Regions from separate parts of the Mus musculus genome. Here region 2 is linked to region 1. A link is a contact called in public HiChIP or PLAC-seq data. All regions are on one chromosome and are shown on one strand. Each heading gives the region's core, a stretch centred on a gene start, on an enhancer-like site or on the middle of the called end of the contact. The rest is flanking DNA. Distances are from core to core; before and after follow the strand shown.

Region 1 (3,307 bases), core at 279-2,778:
ATTCATTAAACATCAGCATCCAAACTTCTGCCCCAAGTTGCCATGCCACAGAGACATAAAGTTCATTTTATGTAGGTGGCAGCTCTCTACAAAAGGAGCTCCTCTACACCGTCAACACCTATTCCACTCTACCACAACCTCTAAGGCAGCTCCTGAGCCCACTGCCCTGTGGTTATGAAACATCAGTGGCTAAAATAGCAAGTGCCCGATGGTATATGACACCCGACACCTAAAGTGTTGGTTCAAGTTGACATAACATAGTGACTCTGCCCTGTGTACAAAAGATAAAAAAAGGTTTGAGAAGTCTATGATCCACTAAATACATACCAACGTGTGAACCCCATTTTTCTTCTTTCAATGCATGTGGAGCAATTGTCCTTCTGTCCACGAATCTACCAGGCCCGTGTTTCTTTGGCCTTCACAGTATAAATGTTGTATGTCAGACTTGGTGTTGGTGAGAAAGACACGGTGCTGTGTAGTTCTTCCCAATCTGGTGGGTGCTAGGAACAGACTCTGGTGAATGGAGTTTGGGGTACAGAGAGCAGCTACTATACCTGAACTGTTGCCCTGTTGCTACTATACATGAATCTGTGTGATGCTGGGGACTGAGCCTATGGCCTCACGCATGGAAGTCAACGGCTCTAAAACTGGCCTATTTCCCCAGCTCATCCCCTTCTTTCTTGAAGCATGAGTATAAGGATGGCGCATCTGCCTGTGCAGCAGAGAGGGACAGCTTCCCATTGCAAAACTGAGGCTGAAAAGCATGACCTGGGACCAGAAATGTCTTGAGAATCTGTGGGAACCTTAGGAAATTCAGCGTCGGCCAACGAAGTGCATGTGAGTCAACTCTCCCCACCTGCTTCATGCTCAGCACTGAGAGACTCGGAGCCAGCTATGCTGTCCTCCTCTGCACTCCAGATCCTATGGGAGTCTGAAGCTTCTAATGCAGGAGACATCTCCTTGCTCTTCCAGACTCCTCACCAGCATCTAGGGTGCAATCGTGTGTTATCACATCGCAGAGGACAGAGACAGTGCCGCTAGAGTCACCGAGATGGCCTAAGGGGTCTGAACCTCAACAGGTGACTTCTGCTGGATGCAGTAGGCTGAGTGTTCATGTTTCCCCAAAAGTTACACATTAAAAACGAAATCATCCCCATCCCTCAGATGACAGCAGAAGCATAGAGATTATGACAAGAGGGTGGCAAAGCTCTCTGTCTTAGTCGTTGTTCTAGTGCTGTGAAGGGACACCATGACCAAGGCAACTGTTATGAAAGAAAGCATTTCATTGGACTCTTGATTACAGTTTCAGAGGTGTAGTCCATCGTCAACACATAGGGAACATGGCAGTACACAGCAAACATGATGCTGGAGCAGTAGCTAAGAGCTACTTCTTGATCTGGAGGCAGCAGGAAGAGAAAGTCACTCTGGGCGTGGCTTGGCCTTTTGAAGCCTCAAGGCCCACCCCCCAGTGGCTCACTTCCTCCATCATGGCCACACCTCCTAGTCATTCTCAACCGGTGCCACTCCCTGATGACACAGCATTCAAGTATATGAGCCTACAGGGGCCATTCTTATTCAAACCACCACACTCTCACAGAGGGAATACAGGTCCTCATTAAAGAGATTCTAAGCAGGAAGCCAGTATTTTCTGCTATGGGAAAGGACACTGAAGAAGAGGGAGAAAGAATGTGAAGCAGAGAGCAGCCATGAGGAGGCAAGGGCCTACCCCTCAGGCACTCTGAGAACTGAAGGAAATGAATGGATCCAGCTACCAGGCTCACGAATTCCACTGTGCATCCTGAAGGTATAACCATCCTTGCCCTGCCTGTTTCTGACCAGTGTTGATAAGTTTGCTCTTTGGGATATCCAGGAGGCCCATGGGCTTTCTACAAGCCTCCAGCGGGCATGCAAGCATTCAGGCATCCCTGCATCCCTTTCCTCTCCAAGGGGCAAAATGACGTTGAGAGTGGATGACTAAGCAAAACCAAGAACATGAGGACAAAGAACTCCTCAAGAACCCCAGAGAGCCAGCCCTCAGACACCTGGCTCTGCCTCAGAGAAGGGCACCTCCTGCCACTGCAGCTTTCTCTTCAGAGACCAAGAGGCAATGTCAACAGGCCAGCACTACTGCCCAGGGCACCACCTCCACCTCTGTAGATCACCAGCTGGCCGCTTCCCCTCACCCAGAAGCGACTTCATTACCTGTCAGAGGATAGAAATCATTTGTCGTGTTTTTACCCTTTCCTTCATCAAAATTTTTAGAGAATTTAACTTCAAAAAGGAATTCATATATACTGTGTGCACAAAGGGATATCTACTGCATGCACAGAACAATCCAAAAGCCAGATACTGATGGACTAGTGACAAGCACTGGTGCAGGTCAGGAGACATGAGTGGGCAAAATATCAGCCGAAACAAATTCTGTGGAAACTACAGTGGAACTCGGAAGCCCGGGGGCCTCTACATGGCCAGCGCGAGCTTCCTAAGCCTCCATTAAACTCCCACCACCTCCTCCTGAACCACCATACAGGGTATGACTGGAATCACTGGAAACTACAAGCACCCTATAAAAAGATAAATTAACTCCCACACAAAGCCTACAACCCTTGGTTTCCTTCCCCCATGGATGCCCCATGCAGGAAGCAGAAGGCCCAGTCAGGCATATTAAAACCAGGCCTTTGTATTGAGTTTTCTGCCATGGCTACATACATGCATACATGCATACATAGATACATACATACATACATACATACATACATATATACATACATACAGCTCATAAAGCTGTCACAGGCTAACCTGCAGCTGCCCCCGGCTTCCTCCCTCAGCCTGTGAGACAGCCATCCTCGGATGAATGCACTCTTAACTGCACAGCTCACTTTATTAGCTGCCTTGACCACCAATAAAACCTTCACCCTCTCGATATCTGAAACCTGAGACAGGATGTCCACTGAGTCATCAACCTCTGTGATCCATTTAGCACTCTGAAAACACAGGCACACACACATACACATACCACATGCACACACACACACAGCTCACATATACTCACATCCATACTATACACACCACACACATTATCTCATATCCACATCATATATACTGCATCCACACATCCCATATCCATACCACAAACACATACACCCCTACACACACACATCCCACACCCATACCACATACACTGCAACCACCCAATCACACACAACTCACATACACCTCACACACACACACACTTATCTCAGATCCATACCAAGTATATCACAGACACACACACACATACACACCTCTCACATATATACTACATAGG
Region 2 (3,307 bases), core at 494-2,993, 970 kb before region 1:
CTTTCTTTCCCATTACCTCAAGTAGGTGGTGGGCTTCAAGAGAGGTTAAAACATTTTAAAAACATCATTAAATATAGACTTTAAAAAAAAATTACAGGCAGTAGTGACGCACGCCTTTAATCCCAGCACTCGGGAGGCTGAGGCAGGTGGATTTCTGAGTTCAAGGCCAGCCTAGTCTACAAAGTGAGTTCCAGGACAGCCAGGGCTACACAGAGAAACCCTGTCTCGAAAAAAAAAAAAAAAAAAAACAAAACAAAACAAAAAAAAATTAAAGTTACAGGAAGGGGCAGGGGCAGAGGCAGAGAGGCAGGGGTGGGGCAAGGGGCAGGATTAGGGACAGGGTTGGTGGGTGGGGCAGAGAGGTAGAGGCAGGCAGATCTCCGAATTCCAAGCCAGCCTGCTTTACACAGAGATTTTTCAGGTCAGCCAGGGCGAAATTGTGAGGCATGGTCACAAACCAACAAAATATTTGGATTGAAGTAAGAAATCACTCATAGAAAAAGATGTTTTAAGCAGGATTTCTCTGTTACTGAGGCTAGTCTTCCACTTGTGTGTTTGCTGGGGTTCCCAGAAGGCACACAGACGTGTATACAGGAAAGGCAGAGGCAGGATGTCTATGAGTTCAAGGCCAGCCTGATCTACACAGAGAGTTCCAGGACAGCCAGAGATACACAATAGACGCTGTCTTTAAAAAGCTTTGTGTGGTCTGATATAGGTCTCATATAGCTGAGTCTGAGCATCAGAACTGGTTGATCATGCTGACCCTCCTAGGCAGTCTTGTGCCTACTCCTTTGCTTGTTCATTGTATACCCATAATCCTTTGCTTGTATATCCATAATCCAAGAACTCAGGAGGAAGAGAATAAAGGGTTTCTGAGTTCAAGACCTGACTGCAACATTATTTCAAAGGGTTCAACAAACATAACTCTAAAACGGTTTATAAAAAAATATAGGCATATAGATAGATATACAGAAGGTGTGATCCAAAACTGCAGATGCTGGGCTGGAGAGATGGCTCAGTGGTTAAGAGCACTGACTGCTCTTCTGAAGGTCCTGAGTTCAAATCCCAGAAACCACATGATTGCTCACCACAGATCTGTAATGAGATCTGATGCCCTTTCTGGTGAGTCTGAAGACAGCTATAGTGCACTTACATATAACAGTAAATAAATCTTAAAAAAAAACCCTGCAGATGTTAAGAATTTTTCGATCTAGATGCTGAATATACAGATAACCACTGCCCTTTTTTTTTTTTTTTTTTTTTTTTTGATACAGGGCTTCTCTGTTGTATAGCCTTGGCTGTCCTGAAACTCACTCTATAAACCACGCTGGCTTTAAACTCAGAGGTCTTCCTGCCTCTGCCTCCCCAGTGCAGAGGTTAAAGGTGTGTGCCACCACTCATGGGCTCTTACCATTTTTTTTTTCACTATGCATTAAAATTTGCATAATAAGCTGGGCGTGGTGGAGCACACCTTGAATTCCAGAACTGAGGAGGCTGAGGCGGGCAGAATCCTGTGAGTTCGAGGTCTAAATAGAGAGGTTCCTTGGTCTATCAAGAGAGCTCCAGATCAGTCTTTGCTACACATAGTGAGACTCCGTCTCAAAAAGAAAAAGAAAAAGAAAAAGAAAAAAAAAAGCGCGGAATAAAATACAGGAGGAAATACACCACCCCATCCCGAGCTGTAGTAGGTCCTCCTGCGCATGCTCACAGGACCTGCGCGCTCGTCTCCGCCCCCTGGTGTACGCAAGCGCAGGACGCAGGCGCGCAGTCAGAAAACACGAGACTCAAGCTGAGGGACGCAGTTCGGATCTGAGGTGTGGATCTGAGGAAGGATGGAGGCACTGAAGGTGGAAAAGTTCACGACTGCCAACCGGGGAAACGGGCTGCGTGCTGTGGCTCCACTGCGCCCCGGGGAGCTGCTCTTCCGCTCCGACCCCTTGGCTTACACTGTGTGCAAGGGGAGTCGTGGCGTAGTCTGTGATCGCTGCCTACTGGGGTACGTACGGAACCTGAGCCCGGGGCGCGTGGCTCTGCGGGTGGGGGTGGGCCTCGAGGGCACAGCTCTGTGGGGTGTCTGCAGCACCCTAGGCTGCGGTGGGAATTGGGGGAGGCAGTGGTGCAGATGAAGGGGAAGCGTCGGGCAGATAATTTTGCTGGGGAACAAAAATATTCAAAGCCTGTGCAACGAGCTTCATTGGTTGTGGAAATCAGAAGTGGCAGGGGGGTGTGAGTCTGGGAAGGAGTAGGGGTGTGTACGTCAGGATCAGAACTGAGGCCCCACCTGACCTGTCTTGCGGGAGGAGCGAGAAGCCTGGTGTTTATGTTGTACTTTGCTGGTCTGGATTTTACGTGGCTTGGGTTTAGGAAGATGAATGAGACATCCCTAAGGACTGGAGCAAATGAGAATTAACCGTGTAACAAAAGAGCAAAATAAGAGATGCAAACAGTCTACTCTAGGAGCGTAGGACTCGCGGTGTGCTTTGCCCTCTAGAGATTGTGCGGACAAATGTAACTCACCACCTCTGTGTAGATGCAACAGTTTATGTGACAGTGTTTCGAAGTCTGGAAGCACGGTGTCAGCGGAGGGTGCTTTACTGTTTATAGAGTTGTGTAACATATACACTTCCGTCCGCACACATCGGGTTCCCACCATGCACTGGGATAAGGACTCTGAGGTAGGTAGGTTCCAGACCCATCCCTCTGTGTTTGGGGTGGGTAGAGGTGGGGAGTCTAGCTTTACTATACATTCCAGGATACTCCCCTCGCTCCCCTCTCCTCCCTCCTCAGTCCCCGCCCCCTCAGACAGGGTTTCTCTGTAGCTGCTCTGTAGACTAGGCTGGCCTTCTCTGCGTCCCAAAGTCTTGCTGTTACCAACGCCCGGCTTCCACAATATTCTTGTTTAGTTTATAACTGAAGACTTCGCTTTGCATTTTAAAGTTAGCAAATAATAATGTTATCTGTTATCTTCTCAAGTGGTGATCGAAATGACATGCACACACCTGCACGCGATTTGTTGCTGAAAGAGCAGCGGGAAGTTTGTGGGGTTAAAGCAATTCACTCCCTTCACAACTCGGCCTCGAATGCCACGAACCCCCTTCTCACAGACTAATTGGAGAAAGCAGGACTCTTCCTTCATTGTGTTACATACTTTGTAGGCTATTTAGAGTGTAGATGTACCTCACCCCATGGCAGAGAGCTTACTGCTTAAGTCCTAAAGCATTAAGTGGTAAAGATGATGTAAGCCTCCTTGCAGACATAGTTTGAAGGCTGTGTTGCTCAGTGGGTAGAGCAGGTGCATTTAATCATA

The links. HiChIP or PLAC-seq counts read pairs in DNA pulled down with a chosen protein or histone mark.
Region 2: a contact with region 1 is called in an H3K27ac HiChIP or PLAC-seq map of embryonic stem cells, with 4 times the contacts expected there. The contact joins the promoter of Smyd3 here to the enhancer-like site in region 1. A contact is called at or near these places in 3 of 39 promoter capture datasets (frontonasal cranial neural crest, hippocampal neurons and liver) and 2 of 115 datasets of contacts at active chromatin or transcription factors (embryonic stem cells and neural tube).

Annotation. Positions count from the first base shown.
Region 1 is chr1:178,542,967-178,546,273 of GRCm38.p6, reverse strand. All of the region lies in intron 2 of Kif26b (kinesin family member 26B), which reads right to left. Among named protein-coding and RNA genes, the nearest start is that of Kif26b, 15 kb to the right of the region's middle. Within about 2 kb of position 1,528, at least 36 of the 459 cell types and tissues checked have an H3K27ac peak or open chromatin away from gene starts, as enhancers often do. A contact at or near this core is called in embryonic stem cells, where this site is marked.
Region 2 is chr1:179,516,477-179,519,783 of GRCm38.p6, reverse strand. It overlaps Smyd3 (SET and MYND domain containing 3), which reads left to right and starts at 1,743. Exons shown (of 12, transcript NM_027188.4): 1 at 1,743-1,996. The coding sequence starts at 1,833.